Regions from separate parts of the Hordeum vulgare genome. Here region 2 is linked to region 1. The links are chromatin contacts, called in public Hi-C maps. All regions are on one chromosome and are shown on one strand. Each heading gives the region's core, a stretch centred on a gene start, on an enhancer-like site or on the middle of the called end of the contact. The rest is flanking DNA. Distances are from core to core; before and after follow the strand shown.

Region 1 (6,825 bases), core at 280-2,779:
AGTCCCAGAAAAATGGTGCCAAACAACGGATAGGTGCAAACATTGGTATCCCCAACTGGCATGGATGTCTGTATGAAGTATTTAGCAAACACTCTCCTTCCATGTGCTCTGTTCTCATCCTTAACAAATGTAGGCCCAACAAACACAAGAAGGGCCTGAACGAAGAACACCGGAACACAGAAAACCAACATGTAGCCAATGGTCTTCAAGTTCCATCTCTGGGTCAAAGTGCCTAACTCCCTCTTCTGTAATGAGCCATGCAGGAGGAAAGCAAAACCAAAGAAGATGCTTGGTTCTGCAAACCCTAGATTGGAGAGAATGTAGGCGTCACAAGCGATCTTCTGCCATACTAAGTTGGAGAACAGCTTTCTCTTCAAGAAGCTCAATCTCACAATCTCCCCTACTCCCCACCAAATAGTGATCAGAATCAGAGCAATGCGAGTCACCCAGGGACCATTAAAGTAGCCGAGTGAGAGCAAGGTCCCTTTCCGAATCCGAAACCAGAAGTAGATTGACTGGAAAATGCAGTAGAGGCCCAGAGCAGCAAAGCCCGCAAATAATACAATCGTACACACACCGATTATATCGGCAGCTCCTCTGGTCAGGTGCATCACCCGAAGAACAGCTGCCACGCATGCTCTCTGCTCGCATCGATAGCACAATGACCCACAAATACCATAGACTCGGCCTCCTTCAAAGTTCCAGCCGTGTCCAGCTTCCACAACACTGTAATCGACAAATAATTACATTAGAACGACCGAGGCAACGATCCAAATTTGGTAAGTACAGGTACACAGCCTAAAACAAAGCCAGTTCTGTGGCAAAATTGGCTTGATTTGATTGCACCCTAAACCTCAGGGGCACAAACCACGGTAATAACAAGTTCCATTAGTTACTAGCACACACGCAGTTACTACAGGCAGATACCCTAAGCCGTAACAAGCATAGCAACCGATTCAATCAGCTAATTAACAAGCACAGCCGGGGCATGTAAAACATTGCTCGCATCAAGTAACTAAAAACCTTACAATTCGAGCACGAAAAGACGGCAACATTTAACCAGCAAGCAGTCCAAAAACAGCAAGCACGGCGCTCCCCGCACCTCGCGAGCGGCGTATTATACTCGTCCTCACCAACTAAGCGGCTGGAAACCAGCCCATTAAGCAGCGAGCGAAGCAGAGATCGCCAGAGAAAGCCGGCAGCAATATTGAGATGACAGCGAAAAGGCCAGCGGGAATCACCTCGGCAGGGGGCGGGCGGGCAGGCGGCCGCGGGGGGGACTCCTCGGCGGTGGAAGCTGCGGCGGCAGGGACCCCCGATGGGATCCGGTGATTCGGGGGCCGGGCGGGAGGCGGCGGCGAGAGGCTGTGGGATCCGGCGGCGGGCGGGGCGGAGGCGGAATGGGGGGCGCTGGCGGGGCGGGTGGGAGGGGGGAGTGGGGAATGGGGGAGGTGGAGAAGGCGGAAGGGGAGAGAGAGGGGAGGGGGAAGAGAGAGAGAAGGATGGGAGGAGAGAGAGTCGAGACGAGACAGAGCGAAGAAGAGCGGAGGGGGGTGGGAGACAGGCTGTCTCCAGTTGTCTTGCGGCTCGGTAGGTGCCGATCCTCGCGCCCCGGCCGTCCCCACCCGAGCCTACGTGGGAGCGGGGGGGCTCTGTGCTTTGCTGGGTGCACCAACGCGTATCACCAGGTCAACCTAAGACTAATTTTGCCCGCCTAATCCTGGGTGTCAACCCATGATCAAAATGCAAGTGTTTTATGTTATTATGAAAAATATGTGTTTCTTTTCAAACTTATGTGTTTTCTTTCATGTTTATTATAAAAATATGTGCGTTTTCTTTCGGACAATGGACATTTTTTAATTGTAGAGAGAACAAGTAGGTAGATGGAGAAAAACATGAAATGCACATCGGTCGGTATTGTTTTGTAAGGTTTACTGTGAAGGCTTCATTAAGTTAAATGCCGGCAATGGCCTTTTTTCCTAAAAGAATGCACGTCGATGGGAGTCGAAACGTCGAAACTTCACATATGTACATTTTCCATGCATCATCGTAGTATACGTGGCAAGTCGTCAATCTATGAACTATCTTAATAAAGATAGTAGTTTTTGCACTGCATTATAATTTTGTGTTTCAAATTTAAAAAAAACATGATGCATCTCTATCAAAAATATGCATCTGGTATTGCATGTGTCTTTTGTAAGGAAATAGTGAAGCTTGGATATATGCATAATTAACTACTTGAGTTGCACCGGTTAAAAAAATTATATGATGCATATGATCATGTTCTGCACCAGTTTTTGGGCAAGAATATGTTATAGCTTGATGCATTTCCTTAAGGAAACTAACAAGTTTTGGGCTCGGAGGACCGCACTAGAAATATAGGGAGGACATCACATCAGGGTAAATGCAATATGGGCATTAAAAATATTTCTTTCAACATCGTACATTCCTATTTAACTATGATGAACAACAACCCAAACACAAGGACTTGAAGGTTGACGTGGTTGAGGTAGTGGTCTTCTTTACTGATTGTTGTATATGGCGTATGTGTATTTACCTTGATGGGAAAAAATGAATGACACAAGAAAGAAGAAAGCGCGGGAAATACATAATTAAGTTTACTTCAAACATCGTTAGAGTAATCTAATGATGGACAGGCACCACACATTTGTGTGGTTTTAAAACGTAATAAGTGGTGTTTGCATTATTTCTACTCCTTGTCTGGGTTTAAAAGTACGATGGATTGATGCATCACAACCAAGGATATCTTTTTTTGCGAGAGAAAACAAGCATATCCAGTTAATTAGTCGAGCCCTCGGTCAAGAGACTAGCATCCGGCAAACTCTACTAAATTTGCCAAGTAGCGATTTTCCTCAAACCTTCTCGCGTCGATTTAATGCCTAAAAATATTGTGGTTTTCTTGTGCCCAATCAGCTCTAAGCAATGCCCGCTGTTTAGCTCCAACGGCCTTGGACTAACGGACACTCGCTCGATCCCCGTTAGCCCCTTAAACCTGGACGAAGGGAGAACCTGTAGACAGTTCCTGCGAAATAAAGTCCAAACTCCATCAATATACCTTTGTAGAGCATATATATAATTTGTCTAAACCTATTTAAAATATAATCAAGTTTATAAGAAAATAGCAAGTGCACAATTTGTTTTTGATATGAAGAGAGGAGTTATCTATGTTAGTTAACAAGTATTTATTTATGTTGTTCAACACTAGACCAAACATGACCGGCAAAATATACATCATGTTTTCATGGAAATTACATGATTAAATTTTATATCATGGCTAAACCAAACGATCATTTTGCAGTTTATAGATAAACAACATTTCAAGTAAACATGTGCATAACAAATATATCGGATACGTTTAAAACACTTAAGACTAACTAAATATCATTTCAAGTAATAAAGTTTATTCACCTCTAAATGTATCAAATATATTACCACTTTATGGTTAGCTAAAAATTATATAAAGTAGTAATTTTAATCACCTCTAAAAATATTGCATCCATTAACAAATCATGATTAGTGAAATACTATTCAAAGTAGTACTCACTCCGATCCATATTAATTGCCGCTGATTTACTACATGCAAAATCACCGACAATTAATATGGATCGGATGGGAGTAGAATATGTTCACCTCTAAAAATATCAGATGAACAAAAAGCATTTATGACTAGCTAAATCTTTTCTAAAGTAGTATAATTATTAAGGAGATATCGGATACATAAAATTTTTATGACTAGCTAAATATCATTTCAAGTAGTGAAATCGATTCACACTCTTAAAATAGAATATTTCATCCATCAAAGAGCATTTATGACAGGCCAAATATGATATTTAAAGTAGTGCAATTCTCTCACCTATAAAACACATTGTATACATTATAAATAGTGGAATACCAGATACATATTACTTAAAATAGAAGAATACTTCAGCTCTAAGAATATCAGATAGTAAATTCATTCATATCTAGAAATATTATAATCTCAGGTAGTAAATTCATTCATATCTACAAATATTATAATCTCAGGTAGTACATTCATTCATATCTAGAAATATTATAATCTCAGGTAGTAAATTCATTCATATCTAGAAATATCGGATACATCAAAAGCATATATGGCTGGCTAAATATAACATCGAGTAGTGACATTCATTTCAGATATGAAAAATATTGCATACATAAAGGAGCATTTATTAAGTAGCTACGTTATCACCGAATATCATCGGAAGTAATATCGTTTTGTACTCATCCTGCAAAAAAAGATACTCTAGCTGGTGTGGCTGCAGCAAAGGCGTGTGCACCCAGCAAAACCCCTCGCAGGGCCTTCCACAAGAAAACTGCTGAGAACATACCGACAGCTCTAGCTGGCCCCGCCATCCAGCTGGAGGCTGAAGCGTGGGGCCCAAAGCAGCCTGCCCGGCCACGCCCGGGCCGCCCACGCGGGCCCGCGGAGTCAGCCGGCGAGGGGGCGTTTCCGGTGGGCAGAAAGCGTGCGCGACGAGGCAGCAGCCGTGGCAAGGAAGGGTGCGGCTGCTGGGCGGGCCTGGCTGCTTCCCGTCGCCGGACCCCGCCTTTCAGAGAGACTAGAGCGACGCGCAGTCGGCCCCGCGCTTTTTGGTGCGAGAGCGATCGGGCCGTACGAGCTCCGCATTAGTACGCGGGCCGTGTGTGGTGGTAGGCCGCATCCCGCTCAGAGTCAGTCATGTCGGAATGGGCCAGTACTTCACGGTTGTTGACAGCGGGAAAAAAACATGCAAATGGGGTTGCACAAGCGATTGGTCCCCGATATTTCGCGGCCATAGCAACTACTGGCCCATTCCGACGTGACCGACTCTGAACGGAGCCTCTAAAAAATAAACGTTGTTCTTCGGCAGTACGTACGTCAGGTTCACAGTTCCACAAGGACTAATCAAGATCAGTCATAATTTTCCCGAGAGAAGCACGACGAGGTCGCGCGTTCGCGTTCCACAGGCTTGTGGTCGAAGGGTGATGATGGATGGATGCGTGGGGTTTTCCCTTTGCAACTCTGGCGAGGCGCGGGCAGGGGTACCACCATGCCATCTGGCGAGGCGCGGGCAGGGGTACCACCATGCCATCTGGCGAGGCGCGGGCAGGGGTACCACCATGCCACCATCGCCTCCTCCTCCCCGAACCTCGTACACACGACCGATCTGGATCTGCGCTCGTGCTCCTCCGAGGCGAGGAAAAGTAACGCATCCTACGACATGATCGATCCGGTGCCCTTGGGCATCGTCCTTTCTTAATCTCCATGACATGTGCCCACGTAAGACTTAGAGCATCTTTGATGGAAGGTGTAAATTTGTGTTGAGTAAATAGGCAACTTTTTGATTACATTAAGAAAAGTGATACTAATCATCTGATAGATCACACAATTTTCGTCCGCCTCCTCTGTGCACGACACGTGTCATGTGTTCACGGATCTTTCCTTCTTGAAACAGCAAACATGTCGGATCGTTCAACATAATAAAACCCCCACTCTCACATCTCTGCTACCTTCAGACGAGGCGTCATTGTTAAACTTATTTTAGCAACAATACATGTGTTGCAAAAAAGTGAAGACTGCAAAAAACAATTTCGCAACATAACTTTTGTTGCAAAAAAGAGATCTACTATTGCAGGAAAAAAATCTATAGTAAACACTCGGTTGCAAAATATTTCTGCAACAAGTCCTTCGTTGCAGAAAAAGAATTCCACGGATGTTTTGCAATACGATCTTTGTTGCGAAAAATATTATATAACAAACTCTGTTTCAAAAAATATTTCACTGGTGTTTTCGCAACACGATCTTTGTTACAAAAAATATTCTACATGTGTTTTTCCTACAGATCTTTGCTGGAAGCAGTCGAGCCCGGGACAAAGTATATGTTCTGTAACAACGCGTTGTTGCCGAAAGAAATGAGTGGCGGAGACGATAAGCAGGACGTGACAAGAGATCGATCCAACGGTCATCAAAGTGGCGGACATATAGCATATGTTGGCCGATGGACACGTAGCAGTCCTCTTAAATTAATTCATAAAATAATCACTATCATGACATTGACTAGATTACTCACATACCGATTACAAAGCAGACTAGCATGTTTTACACATATAGTAGAAACATCTATGCATATAGCTAGTATTGCTAAGACTGAAATAGACAGGAGCGGGATAAACGAGTTATATCATCCAATGGACCAGTTGGCCGTAGCAGCAGCAGTGGCGCGACAGCATCCTTGGCCGTCTTCTTGTCGGCTTCGACCTTCTCGAGGGCAAGACGGTCGGCGTCGGTAAGTGGATACATGGCGATGACGAAGGCGATGCGGACATAGAGGAAGCACACGAACGAAGGCGAGCCGTCACGTAATCACTCCCCAAAAACCTAATCGCCCCTCCCCGTACACGATCGAGAGAGGCAGGGTTGGGATGAAGTCGTCGGCGGCAGCAACAACAAAAGGAACGACAGGCGCACGTGGAACAGATGTGATCCGATCTCGTGACGGCTAGGGTTCGCCGAAGTCTCGCGTATGTAGGCACGTCCGGGTGGAGAGATGATACGTGTGATCTGCGTTGGGTTTTCCTTAAAGAGGAACGGGTTATCATAACATAATGTGCGTAATTATTTCCTTAATTATGAAACCAAGTTTTATCGAACCAATAGAAATATCAACCACAACCAACTTCATCGGCTGCACACACAAAAAAACAACTTGCATCTAACGCGGGCAAGAGGGTTGTCAATCCCCTTGTATTTATTGTTTGCAAGCGAGTGAGGTGTGTAGATAATTGTAAATGATAAAATAAAAT
Region 2 (6,836 bases), core at 682-3,181, 150 kb before region 1:
ACTCCTTTGATTTTGAATCGCATGCGTCCGGAATAACATTGGACGCTGATAAGTCCCGAATGTTCGAGATTTTCCCATGGCAAATCGAACTTTTTGTGTGGCAATTTATATACGCGAGGGATGGCAAGTTTAGTTGGTAAGCATGGCAATTCCGCCCTCAGTTTGTTTTTTGCCAGGAAATTGCCGTGCTTGTGAAATAAACTTGTCATCTTCGCGTCAACTAGAGTTGCCATAAAAAACGTTTGATTTGCCATGGGAAAATCCCAAACGTTCAGGATTTATCATTTCCGATAACATTACTATACTACATCATGAATCATGCATATGAAACTTTAAGTTCATAGGTCGTTAAGAACAGCTAAATTTCTCAATGAATGCAGTTTGCTCTGTGGGATAGAAGTTTAAGGCTATGTACTTAACATAAAGTTTTCTGTTAGATTCATGGACAATCCCAAAAAACAATAAGGAAGTGTTGAGGGAGTAGAACTAACCTGCCCAACACGTAGGGTATGAACTTGACTGAAGTCAAGCCATACAGGTAGTTCCCAAGGGAGAAAGGTAATAGGGGACTCAAACGAAGCAGGGTCACAACCTTGAATCCATTTTCACCGATTGCTTTATCAATCGCCAGAAACTTCTTGTTTCCTTCAACCATCTTAAGAATACGCTCTCTAGCAAAGTATCTAGCGATGAGAAAGGCCACAGCGGCAGCTAGCTATACAGTCGACAAAGTTCAATGAGAAAATGCATAACATCAGAATGAAAACAAAAATGTTATTCATGTTGAAGTTACTTACTGTCCCACTGATTGAAACCATAATAGTACCAGTAACACTACCGAATAATAGACCTGCAGTCATGGTCAACGGTACTGCTGGAATCGCAAGAACCTGAATCAAACAAACACCATCATTAGTATTGATCCAAAGTTGCAACCCTAAATTCATTGCCAAGATCTGTAGTGCAATAGCTAGTTTAGGTGGAAATGATCATAAGCCTTGACAAGAAGGTAGAAGACTAAGGTTGATTATTCAAGAATATACCTCCAATCCTGCATAGGCAAGTATAAACAACGCGTACCCAGCAGTGCCATAGCCTGTTCATGCAAAGCAATATGAAAGTTTAACCACAAATGTCCAAGGAAGGCGTTTACTTGAAAGATTTCGTAATGATCAAACAGGAACCAGCAGATATGCGAATGGCTAGTTCTGCAGTCCAATGGTCTAAGCACTAGAATCACCAGCTATATTTGAACATAGAATTCGCAGGGCATTTCATTAATTTCTACTAGGAGCACAGCTTAGGCCAAACAAGTAGCGCAAAGCAAGCAGAGCTAGGAGCAGTGGAGCACAGCTGGATTGTTCGTTCCATTACCCTCAATGAACCCGGAGAAGTGCGTGAGGAAGGTATTGATCTGGTCCTTGTACACGTACCCGGCGGCCCCGAACCCCCCTACGACCCCGACCAGCACAGCCCCGGCGAGCAGAGTCCCGGTGAGGGCCCCCGAGACCCCGCCGCCCTCCTCCTCCTCCTCCTCCTTCCCCTTCTTCTTCTCCTGGTCTGCGGCGGAGCGGCGGTCGTCGGGGCTGGGGCCGCCCCCGCCGCCACCGAAGCGGAAGGGGAGGTTGGGCGAGGCCTTGCGCAGCGTGCCCTTGTCGGACTCCCGCAGCGAGGAGAGCGGCGGGTGGAAGGCCCGGCGGTGGCGCCACCGCCACGGCGAGCAGCCCCGCGCCGCGCAGGGCGGCGAGAAGTGGGAGGAGAGGACGGGCGAGGGGGAGAGCTGCTGCGGCGAGAGGAGGTGCGGCTGCCTCATGGGGTCGGGCTGTCAGGCCAGGGGGCGCGGCGCGGCTTGCTTAACGCGCGGGCTGTGCGGCCATGAGAGCTCGGAAGCGATAAGAGGCGTGGGAGAGAGAGAGCGAGGGGGGAGAGAACGGAACGGGGGAGGGAGGAAGGCGCTGGAGAGTGAATGGAGAGAGAGGGACACGTGGCGGCATGTGGGGGCGGGGGTGGCGCGCGGCCGGAGCGCGCGGTGGCTGCGGCGCGGGCCCGCCCTCGTCCGGCCCGCTGTCGCTGCGGCCCTGCTCTGTGCCGTTCCGTGGTGGCCGGAAGCCAGTAGAGCTGCTGAGATTCCGAAACCTGAGCGCGTGGTCTGTGATTGGTGCAACGGAATCTGTGATCGAACTGGGAAAGATGCCCTCCAGATTTTATCTCCCCGCAGCATCTGTAGTACCTTCAAACCCTTAAAATCTTAAAAATAGATAAACGCTTCCAACCACCGCGCCGGCTGAATCGTTCGGCCGGTCGCGCGGGCCGCGTGCGCTTTGCTGGTCAGGACATGCAACTTTTATTCCGTGTAAATTTGCTACTAGCATTTTTTCTATTTGTTACATTTGCCCACTAAAAAAGTTGCATTCACGTTTGGTTGCAACTTGACTTCGCCGGGTTTTTCGCTACAACCGATGTTTTGTTTTTTGCTACAACAATGTTAATTTTTGCTACAACCGGTATTATTTTTTGCTGCAACCGTTCACTAAAAAAGTTGCATACACGTTCATTAGGGTTGCAACCCGAGTTCATCGGATTGTTTTGCTACAACCATTTTTTTTGTTTTGCTACCACACATCATCAACTTCTTTTTTTGCTACGACCATGTTGATATTTTTTTTGCTACAACTATATTTTTATTACAACCGTTGACGAAAATTGTTGCATCGTGAACGAAATTTGTTGCATTGAGAGAATAATGTTGTATGGAGATTCTAACGATACAGCCCGCGTACAGCTGGCGGATAAGGCGGCCCGTGCGCGACCGGCCGAACGATTCGGCCGGCGCGCCGGCGCAGAGCACTGCCCTTAAAAGTAACTGTTTTTTTACAGTTTGCGAGAAAAAAACGCGTAGACTAGAACCCCTTAACCCTCAAACCCTCTCCCAACCTGTACAAGTGAGGATTAGGGAGCAAAATCTACCCCAACCCTCACTTGTGATCCATCCGAGCGCGGGAGGGAATTTTCCCATCCCAACTGCTCCCGCGCCCACCCGAGCCATCGCCGGCAGCCTCTCCACCCGCAGCCACCGTCCCGCCCCCGGCCGCCGCCCGCACCACCTCCCCAGCCGCCGCCGCCGCCGTCTCGCCTCCCGGGCGCCTCTCCTCCCGTCCCGCACCGCGCCCCGGTTGCCCCGCCCCGCCCCCCGGCCGCCGCCCACACCACCTCCCCAGCCGTCGCCGTCGTCTCGCCTCCCGACCGCCTCTCCTCCCATCCCGCCCTACCCCCCGGCTGCCCCGCCCCGCCCCCGGCCGCCGCCCGTAGCAGGCCGGCCGCCTCTCCTCCCCTCGATCTCCCTGTCCGGCCTCCGCCCAGGCCCCCGCCCGCCGCCCGCAGCAGGTCGGCCTCCTCCCGCCTGCGCCCGCCCCGCCCCGCCCCCCGGCAGCCACCCGCCCACTCCACCTCCTCCCGCCCGCCCCCGGCCGCCGCCCGCAGCAGGCTGGCCTGAGGCGGCCGCGCCCTCCGCCTCCCGGAGCAAGAGGCCGGCACGCCCCCGCGCCCTCAGCCCTTAGCCTCCCGCCCCTGGTCATCCGGTTGTATGGTGATGAGTATCTTCGGGCACCCAACGAGGAAGATACAAAGAGATTGATGGAGATGAATGAAAAAAGGGGATGGCCGGGGATGCATGGTAGTCTTGATTGCATGCATTGTACATGAAAAATTGTCCAAAGGCATGGCACAGAATGTATTGCGGTAAAAGTCGTGATGCTACCATTGTGCTTGAGGTCGTGGCATCAGATGACACATGGATTTGGCATTCATTTTTTGGTTTGCCAGGAACACTCAATGATATTAATGTGCTCAATAGATCTCCTTTGTTTGCAAGATTAGTTTCTGGGGATGCTCGAACTTGCAACTACAAAATCATGGACAATGAGTACTCAATGGGATACTATCTCACCGATGGAATTTACCCCGATTAGGCAACTCTTGTGAAGTCCATCAAGGAGAAAAATGGGGTGCGCTTAACCAGAAAGAGGCTCATTTCACCAAGGCACAAGAGGCAGCCCGCAAGGATATTGAGAGAGCTTTCGGTGTTTTACAAGCAAGGTTTGCCATAGTTCGGGGACCAGCTCATTTTTGGGACAAAAAATCCTTGGAGAACATCATGAAATGTTGTGTGATTCTACACAACATGATCATCAAGGATGAGAGAGGGTTAAACTGCCTTGTTTCTATGACAATGTTGGTACCCGTGTGCAACCGGAAAGAAACCCTTCTTGCATACAAGCTTTTCTTCAAGCACATCGTCAGATTGAGGATGCACACACTCAGGGGCAACTCCGGGATGATCTAGTAGAGCACCAGTGGCAGTTGGTTGGGCAGCGCCAAGGCCCATGATCTACCTTTGTTTACTTTTCTATGTCCTATTTGATTCGAACAATTATTGCAATTTGCTTGAAAACATTGTTGTAATAACTTGAATGATTATTGTGTGTTTGAAAGTACTATTCGGTGTTGTAATAATAACTAGAATGATTATTGTTCGCTTCAAACCATTATTGGGATGATGAAAATTGTGATATGTCAAATGACAGTTTTAAGGGTTGGGGGTGCGGCAAAGACTAGAACCCTCAAACTCAACCCTTATAACGGAATATTTCGTTATAAGGGTTGGGTTTGAGGGTTCTAGTCTTTGCCCCTCCTTTTTAACCCTTAAAAGTGCCAAAAGATGCCAATTCTCAACCCTTAAACTAGTTTGAGGGTTCGAGGATTTGAGGGTACTACTAGAGATGCTCTCAGAATCCTACACCAACTGAGCTGACCCTCTTAACAGCTCTCACGCTAACTTTTAAATAAACTCAACTCGTCGTTAAAGCAACTTTAACTACGCGACGACACGCGCTTTTGTCTGTATTTTGTCCGTTTGGATCGGTTCGTCCGTTCTCCTTTGCGAATGGGTCGACCGTGCGTCTAACGGATCGATTACCGATTCATTTTTCTTCCACGCACATACAATTTTTAACGTTAAACCGACCGGCGGTCATAGGTCATGACATCTATCATGTCAGCGTCGAGAGTTCGCGCGGCCATATGTGGTAGCGGAGCTAGCTTTTCACATCACGGTGGTCCGCTCCAAAAAAATTTGACAAAAAATTTAACATGCAAACGTTCTAACTAGTTCTCAGTATCACATCAAAAAAAGATCAATATGGTTTTACAAACACACTAGAATTCTCAATTAAAACTAAGTTTTGCATAAAGAATCATACATAGTACATACTAGATGGACCATAGACATACCTTGAGAAGTCCAAAAAGACTATGTTTCTGGCCTACGTTTATGCATTGCCATGAATGTACCAATTAAATCATCTTCATTCACCTCGGAGAAAGCATCCCTCTTAATGTATGTGATTAGGCTATCATCCAAAAGATTATGACCCATATTATTTCTCAACTTGCTCTTGACTATGCCCATGATAGAAAAATATCTCTCAACACTTGTTGTTTCCACCGGTAGAACCAATACCGATTTTAGAAGCAAGTACACCAATTGGTGAACTATATGTCTCCCTGTTTGAACAAGCTTAACCGAGAGATCAACAGGATTTCCAAGGCCTCGGAAGTTATCATCTTTCCTCATATCATCTGTGTAGTTATCAAGTTGTAGTTCAAGGTGTAGCAAGTCAGCACTTGAAAAATCTTTGGGATAAAATTCAACAGGTCTTCGTACCTTGCGTGAATCACAAGAATCAAATGAGATGAAGGGATTCAATACCAATTTTAAAAGCAGAACAAATTTTAGAAGCAAGTTCACATACCTTTTGTGCATCAAAAGCAGCAAATGAATTGGCGGGATTCAAAGCAGACATACAAGATAGCAACTCCATATTGATCTCATCAAACCGATTTTCAAGCTCTTGACTAATTTGATCAATGACTATAAGAAAAACTTCTCTTCTAAAGCGATCATTGATACGTCCATTTTGCATCATGCTTTTATGTCAATATTTACTGCATTATGGTCTGTTATTACACATTTTGGTATAATACTTATGCCCTTTCTCTCTTATTTTACAAGGTTTACATGAAGAGTGAGAATGTCGACAACTAGAATTCTGGACTGGAAACGAAGCAAATCCAAGAGACCTATTCTACACAACTCCAAAAGTCCTGAAAAGTTACATAGAATTGTTTTGGAATATATAAAAAATATTGGGCGAAAGAAATACCAGAGGGGACCCACCAGGAGGTCACAAGCCAGGGGCGCGGCCTACCCTAGTTCATCTCTTGTATCCGATCTTTGTCTCAAAACCTCAGATTGGTACGTGTGGGTTGCTAGTAGTGTTGATTACTCCTTGTAGTTGATGCTAGTTGGTTTACTTGGTGGAAGATTATAAGTTCAGATCCTTTATAATTATTAATACTCCTCTGATTATGAAAATTAATATGCTTTGTGAGTAATTACGTTTGTTCCTGAGGACATGGGATAAGTCTTGTTATAAGTAATCATGTGAATTTGGTATTCGTTCGATATTTTGATGAGATGTATGTTGTCTCGCCTCTAGTGGTGTCATGTGAACGTCGACTACATGACACTTCACCATTATTTGGGCCTAGGTAAAGGCATTGGGAAGTAATAAGTAGATGATGGGTTGCTAGAGTGACAAAAGCTTAAACCCTAGTTTATGTGTTGCTTCGTAAGGGGCTGATTTGGATCCATACGTTTCATGCTATGGTTAGATTTATCTTAATTCTTATTTCGTAGTTGCGGATGCTTGCGAGAGAGGTTAATCATAGGTGGGATGTTTGTACAAGTAAGGGAAGCACCCAAGCACCGGTCCACC

Evidence for each region. Hi-C and Micro-C count contacts between places; a contact is called where the count stands out from the background.
Region 2: a Hi-C map of seedling shows a contact between it and region 1, with 3 times the contacts expected there. The contact joins the promoter of LOC123445111 here to the promoter of LOC123440629 in region 1. A contact is called at or near these places in 3 of 6 Hi-C or Micro-C datasets (leaf and seedling).

The regions. Positions count from the first base shown.
Region 1 is chr3H:563,305,959-563,312,783 of MorexV3_pseudomolecules_assembly, reverse strand. LOC123440629 reads right to left here and starts at 1,529. Exons shown (of 2, transcript XM_045117192.1): 1 at 1,242-1,529; 2 at 1-726. The coding sequence starts at 611.
Region 2 is chr3H:563,451,490-563,458,325 of MorexV3_pseudomolecules_assembly, reverse strand. It overlaps LOC123445111 (TVP38/TMEM64 family membrane protein slr0305), which reads right to left and starts at 1,931. Exons shown (of 7, transcript XM_045122045.1): 1 at 1,375-1,931; 2 at 1,044-1,096; 3 at 798-890; 4 at 492-715. The coding sequence starts at 1,813.